2 separate regions of the Mus musculus genome follow, and region 2 is linked to region 1. Evidence: chromatin contacts called from public Hi-C data. All regions are on one chromosome and are shown on one strand. The core of a region is the stretch at or near the end of the contact, and the rest is flanking DNA. Distances in the headings are between cores, read along the strand shown. Region 1 has its middle 56 kb from the start of Stxbp5l. Region 2 overlaps Hgd (homogentisate 1, 2-dioxygenase).

Region 1 (2,907 bases), core at 165-2,664:
GGAATCTTGGTGTTTACCTGTAAGGTTCATGCCTACTGGCTCCCTTTCATAGGGCTAGAAAGTTCTATGCACACTACTGGAAGAGAAAATTATATCAGTCTTATCCAGATCCAGCTGTGAACCTTTTGAACCAGTAATGATCAGCCTGGCAAGACATGCCCACTGGGGCAAGAGTGGCATAAATGGTACAGGAATAGCCGACTGCTTTCTGACTTGAATTAAGGCCTGTTCCACAATTCCATAGCTGGCATTGTTATCAGGGTCAAGAACGGGTACCTGGAAAGGTCATAGGCCCTAGGGGAGATTCTGCTACTATTACTTTGCTAAATGGGCACAGTATTCAACAGACTTCTGGGGACTTATCATCATACCCATAATATAATATAATTAGCACATCTTTCAGTCTGTGTCAGAAAATCTTTTGGAGTAGGTAGTGACTCACACAGAGACCAAGAAATTAAAGTGCAGAGAATAGAAGATTAGAATTATAAGTCCAAAATGGGACATCTATGTTCTTCTTCCTCCTAAGGTTTAGGAATCATTGCAGAAGAAGAGGCAGAGAGATTATAAGAGCCAGAGGCTGTGGATGACTTTAAGGAAACAGTTTCTTCTGGACATTGCAGGGCTGTTGTGCATATGAACTCACAGCAGTTGTGACAGCACACGCAAGGTTGTCACAAGTTCAAGCCAAAAAGAACCCCATCATGAAGGGGTGAGGTAGACAGGAAGTCTCGCCCCCAGTGGAGGTGTTATTGACAACTGAAAGTGTCTGGCTAATGGAGCGTTTTCTTTGCATATGTGCCTCTTGGTAGATCAATACTCTCCAATAGAAAGCCATACGACCAAGAGTATGTAGACAGAACGAATGTAGTTGATGGGTTAAAAAAAATAAAGAATATACGGTTGAGTGGGTAAGGAAGAAGGGATGGATCTAAGAGGAGTTGGGGAGAACATAAATCTGATCAAAACACAGTGTGCAAATTCTCAAAGTTACTTAAAAAAAGAAGAAGAAAAAAAAAAAAAAGCCAGAAAGGGCCTTAGAGGTCATCCGGCAGCTGTGTCTGCCAACAGACGGAGTGATTCATGATTTTCCTCAAGTTTGGCATCTGCCTGGGAATTTACATGATGTCACTTCAGTGCTGACAAATGAGCAGCTTGGCTAGAGCCAACACTTGTGTGGGCTGCTTCATCCACAGGCGTTAGCTGGTTAATTTGAGGAGAAATCGGCTCTGCCTGAGTCAGTAGACTGCGACACTGGCACGCTTACCTGCTCTGAGCCTCATCTCTCCTTCACTGCCTCTAAGACCTCTGAGTCACGAGATTCCTCCGTTCTCCATTCTGCTGCTGACCCGAGGGCAGGCCGATCAGCTCAGTCTTTTCGAGCCTGTCCAGTCACCATACCCACAGTCTCCTCCAATCAGGGAAAAGGCAGAACTGAAACCAAGTCTTGTGTTTCAGCGGTGCGCGGTGTATGTCTATCTCCTCTTAACCTGAAAGCCTTCTCTCTCTGTGCTCACATGTTCTCAGCTCCCTTCTTCCTCTCCCAAAACAGCTCACGGAGAGATGGGGCTGGAGAGCAGGCCAGACATAAAGAAGGAACTACAAAGACCCAGCTCTAAGGAAGAAGCTTAAATTTGGTGAAGGCTACATCTTAAAGCCAAAGGGACCCTGCTTTTGTTATGGTTTCATGGCTGTGAAGAGACTCCATGACCAAGGCAACTCTTATAAAGGCAAAATTTAGTTTTAGTTTGGAGCTGATTTATAGTTTCAGAGGTTTAGTCCATTATCATCATAGTGGGAAGCACAGCAGAGTGCAGGCAGACCTGGTGCTGGAGGAGACTTCTACATCTTGATCCATAGGCAGCAGGAGGAGGCTCTCATTCCACATTAGGTGGAACCTGAGCATAGGAGACTTCACAACCCACCCCCACAGTGACACACTTCCTCCAACAAGGCCACACCTTCTCCAATAAGTCCACACCTCCTAAATGTGCCACTCTCTGTGACCATGCATTCAAAACACATGGCTCTATGTGGACCATTCCTATTCAATGACCCCTTAGTTGTAGAAATGATGATCTAGTGGGACAGAATGCATAACTTTCCCTTAGACTCACTTGACTGAAACTTGTTTCTTAACCTGAGGCCATGAGCCAGAGAGGAAGGAACACCTCTCAATGTTCATCAGGGAGATGAACATTGAGAGAAATCAGGGACACTCCACAACAGAGATAAGCCAGAACAGGAAGAGATATATCTCTCAATGAAGGTCAATAGAACTGTTAAGTAGTCCTGAGTCTAATCTAGAGAAGTCTGGGAGTTATAGTTAAATTCTGCATTGAGGCTAGAAACGAAACAAGCCCTGAGCCAGTGGTTTTCAACACAGCCTTCACACTGGAATCATCTGGGAGCTTGAAAAAGAAAATCTCCTTAGGCCCTATTCTTAGAAATTCTGGTTTAATTGGTCTGGGATATATTGGTTTCATTGAAGTCAGCCTGGGAAAATCTAATCTAATAGTCAAGACTGAGAGCTACTTTGAAATGAAATGATAATATGTAACAGGGAACCTTTCCAGCACACAAGTTTATTTTCCAGTTCTCTGAAGAGAGATGGCATAAAAGTACCTTGGGATCATTTTAGGGCTTTTCTTCAGATAGAAGTTACTTCAGAATTGGAAGGGGCTTTCTTTCAGATAGGCAAGCAGGTATAGGAGCCCCCCCTGGAGTCTGAACTTCACCAGTTGCTGTCTGGAGAAGAGGCTATATGCTGTCAGAAGAAAAAGGCACTCAACTCAAGGTTTAGATCCTAACAGAGAGAAGAGAGCATGGGACTCAGGGTCCCCTGGAGCCCTGGCAGGTGTCTCCCTGTGCGCTCCCTTTGTTTCTGCAGCTCTGTGACTGAAGCTC
Region 2 (2,907 bases), core at 289-2,788, 180 kb before region 1:
CTGATAATTAGCTACATACACATGATATAGCATTTCCTTCTAAACACCTATCCTCATTTCTTAGACAGAAGCTACTTTCTACCTCATTCAGAGAAGTTTCTACTTGCAGTGGACACTGGTGAATTCAGAGTCTCGTGGCTGCCCAAAATGAATTACGTATAATGTCCCCTCTAAGGTGATGTTGTGGGAAGACAGAATGAAATAACATAGAAGCTCACACATAGGAAGAAAGGCAGCAAACATCATCCTCTAGGTATACCACAGCCAATGTAGTTATGAACTCATAGACGCTTTGATTACTTGTGCAGGGACCGCACATGACAGACCCTCCCCATGGCCAGTGATGGTGGGGGAGGGGCTAATGGGAACTTTCCCCTTGCCATTGAACCTATAGGCCACGTATAGGTAAAGGGAACCATCTATGATGGGCAGCCATTGTCTTTGGTGTGTAGCAACTGGTGTACCTGCCAGACTCCAGTTTTAATCACAAGGCTATAAAGGTGGTCTTGGTCAAACTCAGAGGGATACAAACTAAACAAAAGGAAAGGGATGTGGGAAGGGGCTCCATAGAAATGAAGGGGAATGTACAGGGTATGGGTGAAAATGAGAAAGGGTAGGGATGAGAGCAACCAGAATGCATTATATATCTACATGCATTCTATATATCTACATGTATATATATATATAATTGTCAAAGAATACATTTAATGAATAACACCTCCATCTTCCAGAATTGTCTATCTCCTAGTTTAGATTGTAATCTGCTTTGTTTTGCCAAAATAATCAAAGAAAGAACATTTTACTTGTTCTTGAAACAGATTTTTGTTTCTCCAAACAAAGCAAAAAACACCTCCACTCTCACTACTCCTCACCCTTTAAAAAAATATCTGAAATGCATTCTTCCTTCACACTCTCCCAGCCTGTCTGCCTCTCTTTAGGCCCAGAGGAAAAGGAGGCAGGTTTAGTCGCTGCATCACCTGCAGACTCTTAAAGCCCAAGAGCACTGAGAGGCAGGACTTCAAACTCAAGGCAAGGCAGGGGATCCAAGAAAAACCCAGCCATTGTCCTCAGAGCCTGGCTGCTTTGCTATTTCTCATTTCCAGGTGTGCTCTGATGAAAGAGAGACTTACTGTGGTAATAAGGAGGTCTGAAGGTTTTATCTGCAACTCCCCACCGAGGTGGGAAGATGACAAAGTCAGCAATAGCCACCCCAGGTCGGAGGGATTTGGCAGTCAGCACGGTGAAAATGGAAGGATCCTGTGAATACACAAGGGGAGACTGAATGTAGGACAGGATGGGAGGTGACTGAAGAGTGACAGTGTGTCACCTGCACAGGAGGGTGCTTTCAAGTGACAGTTTCTGATTAAGTGACCCGGGTCGGCTTAGATATTTGGGCTCTGGTTGAGGTGCAGTAATCACTCCTGTGACAGTCCTCTTGCTGTGCTTGAAGCAAAACACATTCACACCAGATAAGAGGATGGATAAGAGGCTGCATCTTTAGCTTACCTGAGTTTACATCGTGGTGTGGCGCTTTATTACCCTAAGGCTCTGAGAGCCAGAGTCCTACTTACATTCCCAGACTGAGTGGCAGGGAGCTTGGTGCTGCTTAGAGAATGCTGGGGAACAAACAAAACAGCATCCTCAGCCTGGTGTAGAGGAAGCCAGTGCTTCTTAGGGGGCAGAACATCAGAGGCTGTAGGTGACGGCCACAGGCAGCAAAAGTCTGAGAGCTGGCTGGCTAATTCTGACTCTTGATTGACTCCTTGATTGACTTCTAGATTCTGAGTATTGCGTTTACATGATGGTAGTGCAGAGGGGGATATGCCGAGGGATGAGATTATGCGGTTTCAAGAACTTTAGATTCTGAGACGGAAAACCCAAGATTCAATTTAATTGATATCCGTGTTCACTTTCAGACGTGGTGCTGACATCTGGAGATTCAAAGACTGGGAATCTATTCTCCACTCCTTTAACTTTATTTGGGGAAAGGAGAGAATGGCTATTTCTTTTTCAAAATAACTCTCTGTTGAATTTGTTTCTCGACAGTTCCCTACTTTATATAGTGCATTATATAGTGCATTCGGCCTACAGCAGCCCTTCTCCCTGCCATCACCCGTTCTCATCTTCTCTGACAGGACCAGGGAAAGCGTCAAAGAACTATGAATTGCGATAAACCTTTAAAAGTGAACAAAAGAAAGGAGGGGGAGGGTAGAAGAGAGAAGAGAAAGACAGGCCAGGGATTTTATCAGAGAAAATAGAAAAGATATGGGGATACGTAGAGACTTTGTAAAGCCAGGATAAGGTTAGTCTCTGTGGTTGCTTCACACAGCCAGCCAGCAGTGCAGTGAAGGACAAAGGAGAGGCAAGATGCGGTCCTGGAGAAAGGAGCCCGGGGACAGATGGAGAAGAGTATCAAATGCCACGCTTCAGAGCGCAGACCTAATCCTAAACCATGGGGAGCCTGCAAAGGGTTTCCAAAGCAATGGTGGGATGATCAGATCTGAATCTGGAGGCAGATAACTACAGTAGTAGTAAGGAGAAGATTGAACATCTGCACACACACACACAAAAATCAAAAATCAAAAAACAAAACAAAAACAAACAAAAACAAAGCCCAAAACAAAACAAAAAACCAACCCAGCCTTTCTTGCTGGGAGAGTTACCATTTTTTTTTTTTCATCTGTCATGGGACATGGTCTGAGACTATTAAAAGAAAGAAAAGGTAGGAAGGCTCAAATAGAGCTTTACCAAGGTCTCAGGGTGCTTCTTCGTGATGCTTTGGGCTTGGCATCTTGATTTTCTTTTCCCCCCTTTGGTTTTATTAAGATTCGAGGTTGTTCAGAAAGGTAGTTTTGTCCCCCTAGAGATAAGCTGAATTGGCTCAGAGTAATCCTTCTATTTCTGATT

The links. Hi-C and Micro-C count contacts between places; a contact is called where the count stands out from the background.
Region 2: a Hi-C map of cerebellum shows a contact between it and region 1, with 2.3 times the contacts expected there. The contact joins two enhancer-like sites. A contact is called at or near these places in 1 of 15 datasets of contacts at CTCF or cohesin (stem cell-derived epiblast-like cells), 8 of 484 Hi-C or Micro-C datasets (the HL-1 cell line, cerebellum, cerebral cortex and 3 more) and 1 of 9 other capture datasets (embryonic stem cells).

Annotation. Positions count from the first base shown.
Region 1 is chr16:37,439,233-37,442,139 of GRCm38.p6, reverse strand. No RefSeq gene overlaps it. Among named protein-coding and RNA genes, the nearest start is that of Stxbp5l, 56 kb to the right of the region's middle. Within about 2 kb of position 1,414, at least 66 of the 459 cell types and tissues checked have an H3K27ac peak or open chromatin away from gene starts, as enhancers often do. A contact at or near this core is called in cerebellum, where this site is marked.
Region 2 is chr16:37,622,607-37,625,513 of GRCm38.p6, reverse strand. It overlaps Hgd (homogentisate 1, 2-dioxygenase), which reads right to left. Exons shown (of 14, transcript NM_013547.3): 12 at 1,131-1,257. Among named protein-coding and RNA genes, the nearest start is that of Gm46559, 26 kb to the right of the region's middle. Within about 2 kb of position 1,538, at least 10 of the 459 cell types and tissues checked have an H3K27ac peak or open chromatin away from gene starts, as enhancers often do. A contact at or near this core is called in cerebellum, where this site is marked.